2 separate regions of the Zea mays genome follow, and region 1 is linked to region 2. Evidence: chromatin contacts called from public Hi-C data. All regions are on one chromosome and are shown on one strand. The core of a region is the stretch at or near the end of the contact, and the rest is flanking DNA. Distances in the headings are between cores, read along the strand shown. Region 1 holds the start of LOC100276640. Region 2 holds the start of LOC542744 (yabby homolog10).

Region 1 (3,450 bases), core at 410-2,909, 240 kb after region 2:
CCACTCATCAGTTTTGCTTCAAGATAAGGGGTTAGTTTGGGTTGCTATGGCTTGCAGCTTAAGTTAAGAGGGTTTGTTAAGATTAGATTCTGTTAGGAAAGTGTCCATATATATTGGGCATTGTATCCTCAAAAGAGATTAGGAATAGATCAATTTCACCCCTCCTATCTGTCTTGCCATCGCTGGCACCTAAACCTTGGCCAGGCGGTCCAGGTCCTCTTCCCTCAACCTCGCACAGCTACGCTCTTTGCCAGCCCCCGGTCTACCAAAACACCCCGACCACAATATGAACACTTTTAGAATATTATGGGTTAATTATCACGACAAAAAATTGGATGGACTCAGTATGATGGGAGCAAACTAGTACATATAAAGGAGGAACCAAATATACAACACAACTTTTCACAAACATCATCAACATGATCAGGGTTGTTTAGAAGCTTAGACCAGCAGGCAAAAGAAAAAAAAACTAATAGTACACATGCCACAAAAGCATCTTTATACACTCATTGCTCTATCAAAAGGAACAAAAGAGTGTCAACAGTCATGACCATTCAGCCATCTATGCCACTCGAATTTGAATAGCATTCAGTATGCACAAAATAAAATTAGTTTCATGTCAACAATCAGGAACAGCAATACTTTACCTTAATTCCTTAGTATTCTTGGACATTATACCATGAAAATCCTTACATCACCGAGCCCATCTGCATTGAATAAAAGAACAGTAACCATCAGCCCAGAATGCAATCCAGATCATCAGAACAAATCTTCCACCATGACACTACCTTGACTGGCGCCCCCGATCCACCTGTCTCTCCTTCCTCCCTGCAGCAACAAGGATGGCTCGCTCGCGTTCCTTCTCCTTGGCCTCTCTCTTCTTCCTCTCCTCCCTCAGCTCTTCGATGCTCTTCTTCCCTCCACTCCTCTTCACCCCGTTACCCTCCCTTGCATCTCTGCCCCTCCCCTCCTTGGCCGCTGCCGCTGCAGGGCTCGACATGTACCAGGGCACCGCCACGCCCTTCCCGGCAAGGCCGTAGCCCAGCCTGTACTTCTCCTCATCGGGCCCCACAACCCTCACCTCCTCTTCCTTCTTCTTCCGCTTCTTAGGGTTAGGGTCGGCATCAGGCTCCCGCTCCCGAGCCGCGCCCCTCCCACCACTGGCCGAGGCGAGCGCATCGAAATCAGTGGCGACGCCTGATCCACCTGAGAAGAGGTTGATGTGGTCTCCATCCGTTGCCGGGGAAGGAAGGGCGTCCGCCGGGGAAGGAAGGGCGTCCGCCGGATCAGCGGGGCCGGCGGGGTGAGATGGAGGAGCGGGGGGCGTCTCCGCCTGGACCAGGCCGCGGTTACGGCGTAGTGCAGCGAGGCGTAGATCCGACTCGCGGCGGCGTTCCGCCTCGCGCTGGAGCTGCTCCTCCCGGGCGGCGGCGGCCTCGTCTTTTTGCACCTTCTCACGGTTGTCGAAGTTATAGACGTTCCACCGCTTCTGCGGCAGGATGTTCAACCCGCCGTGCCCTCCCATGGCTGCCTGCTGGGGTCAGCGGGCGAGTTACTCGTCGCCGCCGGTGGCGGTGGGAGGCCGAGAGAGGAATAGGTCTGATCGGGAAATAACAGGTCTGATCGGGAAATAGCCTAGGTCTGGCAGGAGCCGGAGGATGCAGCGAGTCAGCGAGACAATTGATTTTTAGGGGCTCTTGCCTCTCGGGATTTTTAAAAAAAGGTTTTAGATGTATTTCATTATAAAATCGAGTATTTTAAAAAAATCATTATAATTGATGATAACTGATTGTTATCACTAGTCGATAAAAAATTGGCTCCTGCAACATTCACGCGCGTACTTTATATTAGTATTGTCTCTTTTATCGTATCGAGGGATTATCGACGGGTTACGCTCACACTATGAAACTATGTGAGAGAGTTATTGCACATGGTTTAAGAGAAATGATGCATATCACCATGAACCAATTTAGATTCATGCCGGAAAAGTCAACCACAGAAACAATTTTCTTAATAAGGCAAGTCATCGAGCGATATAAGAAACAGAAGGACTTGCACATAGTTTCTATCGACTTGGAAAATACATATGATAAAATACCTAGAAATCTCATGTGACGGGCATTGGATAAGCATAAAGTTCCAACAAAGTATGTTACGCTCATCAAGAACATATATGACAAGGTTGTGACTAGCGTCCGAACAACTGATGGTGATACAAATGTTTTCCTGATTAATACAGGACTAGATCAAGGTTCAGCTTTGAGCCCTAATCTATTTGCCTTAGTGATAGATGAGGTCACGAGGGATATACAAGGAGATATCCTTTCGTGTATGCTTTTTGCTGACGATATAGTTCTAGTAGATGAAAGTCGGGAAGGAGTAAATAGAAAGCTAGAGTTATGGTGTCAGACCCTAGAGTCAAAAAGGATTTAGAATTAGCAGGACCAAAACCGAATATATGAGATATAACTTTGGTACTACAATTAGTGAGGACGGAGATGTAAGTTTGGGAGGCCATATAGTACCAAAAAAGGACACCTTCCGTTATTTGAGATCAATGTTACAGAGAGATGATGATATTGATGAAGATGTTAGCCATATAATCAAAGCGGGGTAGATGAAATGGTGTCAAGCATCGGGAGTCCTATGCGACAAGAGAGTGCCATAGAAGTTGAAAGGCAAGTTCTACAGGACAGTGATTAGGCCTGCTATGTTATATGGGACTGAGTGTTGGCCTACTAAGAGACGACATATCCAACAACTAAGTGTTGCAAAGATGTGTATGTTGCGTTGGATTTGTGGGCACACGAGATTGGACCGAGTGAGAAACGATGACATGCGCGATCGGCTAGGAGTAGCGCCAATTGAAGAAAAGCTTATTCAACACCGGTTGGTATGGTTTGGGCATGTCCACCGGAGACCCCAGAGGCACCGGTGCATAGAGGCATCATAAGACGGGACAATAACATGAAGAGAGGTAGAGGTCCACCAAACTTAACATGGGAGGAGGCAATCAAAAGGGACTTGAAGGAATGGAATATCACATTGGAGTTGTGTTTGGATAGAAGTACTTGGAAAGAAGCTATCCATGTGCCCGAACCATGATTAGGCCTTTTTCCTTTTGCTCTCAAAAGCTTTTCCCCTCCCCTTTCTCTCTTTTTCTCCTTTTGGTGACGTCTTGTTGGGTTTCAACTTTAGCCTACCCCAACTTGCTTGGGACTAAAAGGCTATGTTGATGTTGATGTATCCTTTTATCCCATCTTGTTAAATGTGTTCCACACTTCCACATCGATCACATCAGGCCGGTGCGCCAGCTATGACAGCCACAAGGAGGTGAGCCCCCATCGGAGGGGTCGCCATCGACGTTGACCCATCGAAGAAGCTGGGCATAGAGTTGGGTGCTGTGGTGGTGCAAGCGCATGGAGGTAGAAGGAAGTCAATAAGGATATT
Region 2 (3,579 bases), core at 723-3,222:
TGTCATCCACTACCACTTTGTCTCAGGTGCGAACAAGGAGCATGGGCTCAAGTCCAGCCATACGACCTCGGCATGACAGCTCACAGCATCACATACAGCAACTCGAGGTTAGTGCTTCTGTAACTCGTCATTCCTTGAGTTATATATCTTCTCTTTGAGTTACTATAACATTGGCTTGGAATATTACAGACCCAGCTAGAAAAAGAGAGGAGGGAACGTCAAGACATGGAGGCAAGGATGATGGCGGAGCGGGAGGCCCGCCTGGCAGATCAGCAGAGGATGGCGGAGATGTTCCAATACTTGCAGAGCCTTGGCGCCGCACAGGGTTTCGCTCCGCCACCTCCATTGTTCCCTACATTTGACCCTGCTATGTTCCATACTCCTGTGAGTATCAAAATTGTAATTAGATGTTGGTAATGCATCTGGTATAACACATGCAATCTCTTCTCTATGTAGGGACAATCTAGGGTGGCATCCAACAACCCTCATGGATCGCCCAGCCCATCGCCGCACCAGTCCAGCCGCCCACCTCGATGAGCTTATGTTCTTAGTGTTGAGACTTATGAGATACTTGAGACTTCAGAACTTGTTGGTAATGTTGTGTTGGATACTTATGTTTGTGTTGGATACTTATGTGAGAACTTGAGACTTATGTTCTTGAGTGTTGGATACTTATGTTTGATTTATGGTATTTGTGAGATATGTGAGATATGTGATGATTATGTGATATCTGTGATGTATATGTGATATCTTTTGTTTGTTTGGATGGAATAAAAAAACAAATAAAAAAGGTGTATACTGGTCACTTTGCCGAGTGTCAGGGCCAGAGCACTCGGCAGAGAAGCAACACCTGGGCACCGGTAAAGCTTCTTTGTCGAGTGCTCTGACACTAACACTCGGCAAAGAAGCAAACTTTGTCAAGTGCCCGCTAGAGCACTCGGAAAAGAACCTGACAAAGGGCGCCGATGGTGGAACCTTTGCCGAGTGCAGGCTGGTAGACACTCGGCAAAGTGGTAACTTCTTTGCCGAGTGTCACCTAGAACACTCGGCAAAGGCGCCGTCTCCGTTACCCAGCGCCGTGACGGCCACTTTTTTTGCCGAGTACCGACTGGCACTCGGCAATAAAAGGTACTCGACAAACAAGCCGTTGCCGATGTACTGTTCGCCGAGCTCTCTTTGCCGAGTGCCACACTCGGCAAAGTCTTTGCCGAGTGTTTTTCAGGCTGTGCCGAGTGCTTCAGACACTCGGTAAAGCGCTCGATTCTGGTAGTGATGTGATGTTTGTTTTCATGTAATCGTTGTGTTTTAACATTTTATATCGGATAATTTGTGTACCGTCACGCAATTCAACATATCATACTACACTAGTAACAGTAAGACATCCATGTATTGGTGCGAGTGCCTAGTCGTTCACGCTGTGCAGAGGCTTTCATTAGTTGGTTTTACGCAACCAACCTGTTAAAAAATAGTAACGAATTAACGATGGGTCAACCGGCCGGTCGGCCAGGTCTACTACCATCTGTAAAGATCCTCATTCTGTTCTCCGAAAAATTAGGGCATTGCCCCAGCTGTGCATTCTGAGTCATGTACAATAAACCAGAAAACAGCAGTACACGTACATGCACATGAGACTTATACGGCGGTATATACTAGCACATGAAAATAACTCCTCTTTGTCGTTGCTACCATTCTCTAGAGACTGGTCTGCACACTCGACTTCTCATGGCATGGCATGGCATTGCAGAAGGGAGAGAAAAAAAAACGCCCCCACGGCCCCCGTCGTCTAGCTAGCTCCCTACTACCTAGGCACACTACAGCTGCGGCTGCCACTGTCCCTTCCTCATTGTTGAACAGAACTCCCCAAAACACCCCCGCCCTTCGCACGCTGTCTCGGTATCTCCTCTGCGCCTTCTCTCTCTCCATCTCCTCACCAACCAAGGCACTCTCGCCTCCCGTCTTCTCCCCCTCTTCTTCTCTCTCTAGTTGCCAAATCGGAGCGGCAGCAACGACAGATCCAATACATATAGGTTCCATTGCATCACACATCAGTCACTCCAAAACCATCAAATCACACGCCCATCAGATCACACAGGCAAAGAGGAGAGAGAGAGAGAGGAGGGTGGGTGAGGAGGAAGATGATGAGAGATATATCCTACTAAACTATCCATCCATCCATCAATCAGGTAGCCCGGCAGCAATCGCGTGCCGCCTTTCCACTCACGTACACCACCACCACCACCACCTCTCAGCACAGCAGTCGGCTCGGTTCGTTCGTTGCCGCGTCAAATCGGGGCAAGAAGCCAGCAGCTAGCCAGCCCCCTGTCGCAGTGTTGCTTCGCGTGCCCTGCTGTTGCTTGCACCGCGCACGTACGTACCTGGAGCAAGCTGCGGTCGATTGATCGACCGGTGGTTCGCTGTCGCCGCGGTCGGCATGTCGTCCTCGTCCTCGTCCTCCTCGGCCGCCACGGTGTTCCCGCCGTCCCCGCAGCTGCCGCCGCCTCTCCTGGTGGAGAACCTGCCGCCGCTGCATCAGCTTACGCCGCCGGTAGCCGCGGCGGCCGCGCCGGCCTCCGAGCAGCTCTGCTACGTGCACTGCCACTTCTGCGACACCGTCCTCGTCGTCCGTGATCGAATCCCTGCTCTCGATCTCTTTCCATATATGCACACACACACACACGGATACATGCAGATGCACGCCCGTGTTGTTTAAATCCCAAAGTTTTTACAAGCTCGAAGTTGTGTGTGGCTGGGCGGTGCAGGTGAGCGTGCCTACGAGCAGCCTGTTCAAGACGGTGACGGTACGATGCGGCCACTGCAGCAGCTTGCTCACCGTCAACATGAGGGGCCTCCTCTTCCCGGGCACGCCGGCGAACACAGCCGCGGCCGCCGCGGCCGCGCCGCCACCACCACCAGCTGCTGCTGTCACCAGTACTACCGCCACCATGACCACGGCGCCGCCGCCGCCGCCAGCCACCTCGGTCAACAACAACGGGCAGTTCCACTTCATCCCCCACTCGCTCGACCTCGCGCTGCCCATCCCTCCCCACCAATCCCTCCTGCTGGTAAGCGCGCGGCCGGCGGAGAGCCGGCTGGGACTGGGACTGGGAGCACGTCGTCGCCTGCTTCAAAGCTAGCTCGCTCTGATGTCATATATTAATTGCATGCCTAATCTCGTGCCCTCGCGCGCGGATGCAGGACGAGATATCCAGCGCCGCGAACCCGAGCCTGCAGTTGCTGGAGCAGCACGGCCTCGGCGGCATGATTACCAGCGGCAGGAACGCGGCCGCGCCGCACCCGCACCCGCCCCAGCCCCAGGCGCCTGCAGCGGGTAAAGGGGCCAAAGAGCCGTCGCCGCGCGCTAACTCCGCCATCAACAGACGTGAGTTCGAGATCACCAGTCACCACCTAATAGACTCCCATTATTCCATGCACGTCCTCGCCGAGTGTTAATTATTCGCTGTTCCTAGCTCATCTCGGATTGTCCAAGTTTTTGCTTGGTTTCGTTCGTGAGACCGATCGTACGATCAGCCTGAGCCTGGCCTTGAGGAAGCTAGCTATTCAGTTGAACTCATCTTCCAG

Evidence for each region. A called contact is a pair of places that touch in the nucleus more often than the background predicts.
Region 1: a Hi-C map of ear shows a contact between it and region 2, with 2.1 times the contacts expected there. The contact joins the promoter of LOC100276640 here to the promoter of LOC542744 in region 2. A contact is called at or near these places in 2 of 25 Hi-C or Micro-C datasets (bundle sheath and ear).

Annotation. Positions count from the first base shown.
Region 1 is chr1:230,827,186-230,830,635 of Zm-B73-REFERENCE-NAM-5.0, forward strand. LOC100276640 reads right to left here and starts at 1,660. Exons shown (of 3, transcript NM_001150377.1): 1 at 789-1,660; 2 at 648-707. The coding sequence starts at 1,525. The coding sequence ends at 695.
Region 2 is chr1:230,587,321-230,590,899 of Zm-B73-REFERENCE-NAM-5.0, forward strand. LOC542744 (yabby homolog10) reads left to right here and starts at 1,973. Exons shown (of 7, transcript NM_001112253.1): 1 at 1,973-2,620; 2 at 2,760-3,062; 3 at 3,196-3,379. The coding sequence starts at 2,432.